Linked DNA regions of Mus musculus: region 2 is linked to region 1. Evidence: chromatin contacts called from public Micro-C data. All regions are on one chromosome and are shown on one strand. The core of a region is the stretch at or near the end of the contact, and the rest is flanking DNA. Distances in the headings are between cores, read along the strand shown. Region 1 holds the start of Gpc6 (glypican 6). Region 2 holds the start of Rap2a (RAS related protein 2a).

The links. Hi-C and Micro-C count contacts between places; a contact is called where the count stands out from the background.
Region 2: a contact with region 1 is called in a Micro-C map of embryonic stem cells, with 11 times the contacts expected there. The contact joins the promoter of Rap2a here to the promoter of Gpc6 in region 1. A contact is called at or near these places in 2 of 484 Hi-C or Micro-C datasets (embryonic stem cells and uterus).

Annotation. Positions count from the first base shown.
Region 1 is chr14:116,923,429-116,927,178 of GRCm38.p6, reverse strand. Gpc6 (glypican 6) reads right to left here and starts at 1,882. Exons shown (of 9, transcript NM_011821.3): 1 at 1,084-1,882. The coding sequence starts at 1,243.
Region 2 is chr14:120,476,485-120,480,234 of GRCm38.p6, reverse strand. It overlaps Rap2a (RAS related protein 2a), which reads right to left and starts at 1,774. Exons shown (of 2, transcript NM_029519.3): 1 at 1,195-1,774. The coding sequence starts at 1,508.

The DNA of each region.
Region 1 (3,750 bases), core at 633-3,132:
CCTCACAGCATCCCTAGTCTCCCCTTGGCCTCTTTCAGCTCGGCTCCCTAGCAGCCAAAGGATTATCTGTCCCCGACACGTTTCATTCACAGAGCCCCAAAGAAGCTAGGAGTCGGTTGGCGCTAAGAGCTGGAAAACACACACCCAGGCTGCTCTGCAAGTTGCTGCTCCGGCAGAGGGTGGGGGCTCGAGAGCTCGGGAGGAAGGAATGCTTGTGACCAGGAGAGCCGGAGAACCTGAAGTGCAGACCCCGGAGACGAACGCCCCCATCGGGTCACTTGCTTAAGTTGGCTCCGCGTGCACCAGCCGGCCAGAGCGGGAGGCCATGCTCGGGACCCGGCGCCACGCCGGGTGGCCCGGTTGTCTCCTCAGCCCGAGTGACCAACCGCAGTCCGGGAAGCACTGGGGCACCCTAATGGGAAAGTCCGCCCCAAATCTGAAGCAGACAGAGTACTAAGACACCTCCTCCAACTGCCTCGGGACTCCAACGTGCAGATCCTAGAGACCCGAGCAATGGGTCCCCTTAGTGGCCCGTCCCCAGCCCAGGAGCCGGGCGCCCAGTCCCTGGAAAGGACCTGGAGAGCAGAGAGCTTGAGTAGGGGAATCTCCGCGTCTCTCCACCGCCCCCGCCGGCGCGAAGGCGGGAGTGGAGAAGGCGCCACTCAGACGGTGGCGCTGAGCAAACTGCGGCCGCAGTTCTCCCAAGTTTGCCCCAGCGAGGGGGATGCTATGGGCGCCCGGCTCCGCTTTCTGCCTCCGCTAGCCGTCCTCACTCCACCGTCCTTTGCTCCAGCGGCCGGGCCAGGCTCTAGGCCAGCCACGGAGGTAGCAGGGCGCGGGAGCAAATGCAGGGAGAGAGGGGCGAGGGACGAGGGTGCTCCCGCGTGTGCACACAATGAGGCGGCGGGCACGCACACCTTCCTCCCGCCCGAAAAACGGGATCAGCCTCCGCCGCCTGGATGCAGGGACGCGGGGTCCCTGGGAGGTACCCGCAGAAAGTGAGCACCAACTGAGCAACAGGGGGTAGGGAGAGGGCGCCCCGCCGCCTCTCGGGGCTGCAGCGGGCCCGGGGCCCACGCTTACCTGCGATCTCCTGGTAGGGGATGTCCGCCAGGCTGAATCCCTTGGCACCGTAAGCCTGACGGACCTCGCTGCAGCTCCGAGCCTTCACGTCCGCCGCGGCCGGGAGGGTCAGCAGCAGCCCGGAGAGAGGAAGAATCACAGCCCGGATCCAAGAAGGCATGGTGCAACATGCAAGTCCACCTCGGCAGCCCCCAGCTCCCTGTGCGCTCTTCACCTTGCCCCTCGAGCCGAAAGCCCGCCAGAGCCTGCGGCGCGCTCCTTAGCCGCTGCCCAGCGTCACCCCCTTCCGCCAGCCGAGGGGACGAGCCGCGCAGACCTCTGGACTGCACTCAGCAAACTTTTATAAGCCAGATGGAGGATGGCAAGCCAACCAGGGCTGCCTTGGGAAGGCTGCCGGCTCCGCTAGCCACTCCGGTAGAAAATCGTTGGAGAAAGAGGAGAAAAGAGGAAAAGGCAAAGAAATGTCTTTTTTTTTTTTTAAACACCACAGTAGGGGTGTTCAGCCCTGCGGTCCGAGTTCCGAGCCGCAGAGTCGTGGAGCGCTGCGAGCTCGCCTATCCAGTGTGCGCGACGAAGGTGGGACCGCGCGCCGGCTCCCCCCACCCCGAGGGAGATGGACAGGCCGGCGCGAGTGTGAGCGCGCGTGTTTGTGGGTGTGAACGCGGGGCTCTCGGGGAGGTGTGTGCGTGGAGGTATGTGATGGAGATGTACGGGATCGAGGGGAAACCTCAGCTTCACATAGACTGAGGGAGCCAGTGAGAGTCTTCTTGAAATGGGAAGAGAGAAAATCCTGGAGACTGACACAGGAGGCAAGAGGGAAGGAGAAAGGAGGGGAGGGAGAGAGGGAGAAACGTGCTACCCAGTGCACAGCCGAAATTCAGAGGCAGAGTCGGCCGCAAAACCTGGAATGGATCGCGAGCCACTAGGCAGGAGGGGAAAGATTACCAGCAAAAGGTCCCTATTTTCTCAATCACTTTATGGCCTCCACACACTTCCGAGATGTTCCCTTTCCTGATATAAACAAACCACCAAAAAAGACAAAGTGTTTGAGGAGAGTAAATGTTATCACGCTATATTTTTCTGGAGATAAAGAATATTGCATTTCCAATTGTTGCTCTTGCCCCAGTGTACCTAACACAAAGCCAGGGAAGAAATGAGCAGAAAAGAAACCTAGGAACGGGGCCAAAGCCACCTCTCTAGGTGGTAGCTGCTTTCGGCTCATCTTAATGTTTTGTTTTGTTTTGTTTTTTCCTAAGAACAGATAGAGGGCCATAGGTCTTTACTCCTCTCCTGTCGGCTCTCTCTCTCTCTCTCTCTCTCTCTCTCTCACACACACACACACACACACACATACACACAAAGAGGGAAGGAGAGAGAGAGAGAGAGAGAGAGAGAGAGAGAGAGAGAGAGAGAGAGAGAGGTTCCACCTACAAAACACTGGATTCTTAAATCACTAGGCTTAGGGCATGTGAAGATAAAACAATGGCTGCTGGCCATGCAAGAAACAGGACCCCAGGAGGGACAAGGTGTTGTAATCTTCTCTCATCAGATTCTCTCAAACACTATAACCTTAACATTTTCTCCCAAGTTCTCAGAAGTCTGTGAAATGGGATGCAAGTGAAAATTCGGGTTTAACCAACTTCCTGAGCCTTTCTTCACGCTAATGAGCACAGAGATCAAATATACTTAAGTCTGCCCTGAAACCCACAGCTCCTGAAACTAACCAATCAGAAAAAGAAGAAAAGAAATGCTATCCAGTAGTGAGGCCTTGTGGACACTGGTCTCCCAGTTCCTGAGAAGTCAGTACAGGGTCAGGCCTAGTTCTGTAGTACTGAAGTATAAATCTGCAGGATGCTGGTTTCCTGATGACTGGTGACCAGAGCGACTCCTGGAGCCTAAATCCTTGCATTTGCCTCTATCCTAGGCACCTTCGTTACTGTCGGAATTGTTCAGCACATCTTCTTTTCCAAGAACTCCTCTTTAGCCCGTCATCCTCCTTATAGAGTGATAGAGTGCTTGCTTGTCGCATCTTCAAAAGTTCATACAAAATGCTAGCGCTCAGGGAACAGAAAGAAGTCTAGTCTAGTTGAGGAGCTTTAAGCCATTTGCAGTCAGTCTCCAAGGAGGTAGTCAGGGGGCTGAAGGGATAGATGGCTCAGCAGTTAAGATCACATGTTGTTCTTGAGAGGACAAGAGTTTGATTCTCAGCTCCCCAACAATATGGCTCACAAACAAACTCCTGTAATTCCAGTTCCAGAGATATCTGACCCCTCTGGCCTCTGGAAACACATACACACACACACACACACACACACACACACACACACACACACACACGCACACACACACACTTTCAAGAAGGTAGATAGCAATTCTGAGCACACACCAAAGGTTGTGTACACTGGCAAACACATATGCATCAAAAAGGCCATTGAGTGAGGTGGGTCATGATGATTACCTGAAGTTTGGCTAATCCTCTTATATTTGACGAGCACTCCATACTCCTATAAGTCAGTAGCTGTTGCCACTGTAGACTTGTAAGAAGGCTAACACACAGAATATTACCAGATTCAGCAAGCATAAAGAGATGAGCTTAATTCTACTGGAAGGGTCAACAAGTTTGGGGCTGTTTTGTGAACTTTAGTCAGAGCAAGGACTTAGGTCATT
Region 2 (3,750 bases), core at 525-3,024, 3.6 Mb before region 1:
GACCTCTGTACAGGGTTAAAAACCCACCACTAAAAAAAAAAAAAAAAAAAAAAAAAAACACCACTTGGAAGGAATTTTTAAGTACTCCCTGAATACAAATAACTTGCTCTGAGCTCTGAAGTGTATAAACCCCAAATGATGGATAAGTGTGATTGTTTCTACCTAAACCTTCAATGGTGACTTCAAATGTAGCTACAGGTAAAATAATCCTGGAAGACTGTCAGTAGTATTAGTTAATAAGGACCAGAGAGGAGCGTTATCAGTAAAGAAGAACTAGAAAATGATGCCAGAACTCTGTAGTAACATGTTAGACTTTCAGTATTTAAAAGGTTAAGGGGAAAATGCATAGCATCAACTTAAGAGAGAACAAACACTAAAAGCATTCAGGTCACCAGCCACATGCAAAAATACATCCTTTGAACACTTTATATCAGGAAAAAGCTTGTTTGCTTCTTCTTCTTCTTCTTCTTCTTCTTCTTTTTTTTTTTTTTTTTGCATTAACTTTAAATTAGCTGATACACAAGCCAGAACTCAGACTAAACTTCTGTTTGTTTTCCAAGAATAGCCTCCTTCCCTGTTCTTTTTTTTTTCGGGGGGGGGGTGCGGGGGGGGGATGAGGAGGCTAGCTTTTAAGAGAGAAAGAGAACTGAATCTGCACGCTCTCCGCGTAAATGTCACAAGTGTGCTTCTATATGCCAAGCCAACTGAATGTTGTGTGGTCTTCAAATTATTTGCCAATGTGTCTTTAAAGTTTTGCACTAATCCATTTCTGCCAACCTCCTGGCAACATTTAATCTTTTCCGCAACGAGAAAGGTCCCCCCTAACTTAGTATTGACACTGTCACAAGATATGTATGTACAAATTTCGGCTGTCAAACCTCTTACGGGTGCATTTAAGCGCGCGCTCACTCTTCACAGGCGTGCCTACACTAAGACAGCTCCCCTTTCCCTAGCGCCCACCTACTCATCCCTTCTTTCCTTGCAAGTTTGAAACTTTGTTCTTTCTAGGGTCCCGAAGAAGCGCTACCAACGTCCTAGAGACAAAGGGCTGGGCTGAGGGTTAACAGGATGCCCAATTTCACTTGTGAAACAAAGCCCACAAATCTGAGCCCCTGGAGGAGGTGGTGTAGCCCGGGCAAGCCAAGGACCGGGATCGCCGCAGCCACCGAGCCCCGTGTGCCCCGCTCTGCTCACCGCTTCACGCGGATGATCTGGTCCCGCATGGGCTTGATGTCTTGGAAGCTCTGCTGGTTGACCAAGCTGTAGACCAGGATGAAGCCCTGGCCGTTCTTGATGTACAGGTCCCGCATGGACGCGAACTGCTCGGTGCCCGCGGTGTCCAGGATCTCCAGCACCGAAGGCGAGGAGTCCACCTCGATCTCCTTGCGGTAGAAGTCCTCGATGGTGGGGTCGTATTTCTCAATGAAGGTGCCGGTCACGAACTGCACGGTCAGGGCGGATTTGCCTACCCCGCCCGAGCCCAGCACCACCACTTTGTACTCGCGCATCGTCCCTGCGCGGCCGCCGCCGCCGCCGCCGCCCGCGACATAGACCTGCGCCCGCGCGCCGCGCCCCGACCCCGCGGCCCCGCCGCCCTTACGGACTCGTCGGCTCACGGCCGCGGCAGCGCCCCGGGCGCCGGCAGCGGGGCTGCAGCTGAACGAGTCGTGCGCGGCCCTGTGAGCGGGCCAAGCGGGAGGACGATGCAGCCCCGAGGGCGAGAGCAGCAACAGAGCTCGACCTCGAGCCGGAGCCGCCCGAACCGCGGGCCCGCAATGCCGCCCGCCCCGCCCCTCGCGCCTCCACGCCCAGCTCCCGCCGCCGCTGCTGCCGCCGCCGCCGCCGCTTCCCCAGCGCTGGAGCGCGCGCCCGAGCCCAGCCGCAGCGCTGCCCGGGGCGGAGCCAGCCGGGTGGGAGGGGTCTATAAGAAAGCCCGCCCCTCGCGCCGTCGCCTAGCGACCGTCCGCGCGCTCCAGAGAAGACCGGCTTCCGCGACACCCGGCAACACCCAGCCTGACCGGCCTCCGTACTGCGTCTGCGCGCTCTCCTCCGCCCGAAGGCAGGCAACGTCAGACGCCCACGCTCGGGGGTTTGCGGGAGGTGACGGTGGAGGGACCGTGGGCTTAGGAAGCCGTGCGCACCGTGCTTGGGGACCTCAGGACGGGCCGGCCTATGGCTGACATACATGACTCAGCCTGTCAGCCTTCGGAGAGCTTTGGCTTGATCCCGTTATACGTAACGACGTGAGCCTTAAGGGCCGCCGCCATGAGTTACACAAGCAAATCGAAGCTCGGCTAGTCCGTGGCGCCCAGGCTACACGCAAACCCGGTCCGCGCCCGATGACGTCACCGGCCCGCCCTCTAGCCCCGCCCTTGTCGAGTTTGACGTAAGCCGAGCTCCTCCCCCCGGGCTGGTAGACAGCCTTGGGCGCCTGGAAAACCTGGAGCTCGGATCCGCCCCCCACTGTCGGGAGACCCCAGAACATCTCAGCAACAGCCTGCGGGGGTGTCTGCGCGGAAGCTCGGATTCACTGTAGCCAATCAGATTGTGAGTCCGGACTCTAGACTACCACTCTTGACCAATGAAAAGGCGTCTCATCTTGCTAACCAATTGGTGTAAGACCCAGTGATAGACTGAGCCAACTCCCCTCCGGGGCCTGGAGGGGCTGAGAGTTTGCGCTTGCGCACGGCCTGGTACCCAATCGTAGGCCAACTGAGGAGTGACAGAGGGCTGGGCGGAGCCAATCAAACCTGCACTGTGGAGACAGTGCAGGGCTGCTGGGGAACTGGGAGGGGCAGGGTTCGAGCGCCCGACCCCCTGGTGTTCTGGCACCGGAGCGGGTTGCGTTGGCAGACAAGAGGGATGAGTTCTGTTCTAACGTCGCCTCCGTGGCATTCTGCCTGGAGATGGGCATGGAAGTGGTGGCAGAGGATGCGGGCTGGATCGTGGGCTGAATCGAGAAAACTGGGACTTTTGTCTTCAGGGTGAGAAATTTTCCGGTCCCTCAGGAGACATCCATCTGGCAGCAGTTGCTGTGGTCCTCCGATCATGCCTCCTCAAATGTGTATTTTCTACCCCGTTGTAAACCAGCGTATCTTTGGCCCCCGAATCTTCGTCATACGCTCCCAGCCACAATCGCAAATACATGAAAATTTACACCCTCTGCAATAACTGTTCGTTGCATTTATCTTCATTAAACCATGTCCTTGAAATGACAACTCTAACCATAACTACCTCACACTTTTCAGAAGGCTGTATTTTTTCAGTTCTGTCAGAGCTTGGTGTACCTCTCCACCATTCTGATTTCTTACAGAGGTCATTGTAGAGTGGATTTCGGTCTGGGTTCTTCTAACAGAGGGACATTCTTTTGCCATCTTTTCTGTCACTTGTCAAAGTACAAAAATGTATTCTGATATAGGAGTCCCCCAAATGCCTATTGTTTCTGAACATTTAAGAATTTATATGCTTGAATTACCTAGCTACAACATAACTGCAAGTTTTTATTGAAAACAGTTTAGAGCAAGTGCCTTGTCAAGTTAAAAAATGTCAACTACCATCTCTCCTTGCATCATATCCATGGATGCTTGGTTCCAGGACACCCCCGAACCAAAATCCTGCAAATGCTCAAATCCCGTGTATGAAGTGGCATATTTGGACTTAGCTTACATGCTCTCTTGCACATTTCAGTTCTTTCTAGATTCCTTGTAATGCCTAATATTTTGCAAACGTTAGGCTAATGGTTATACAGTC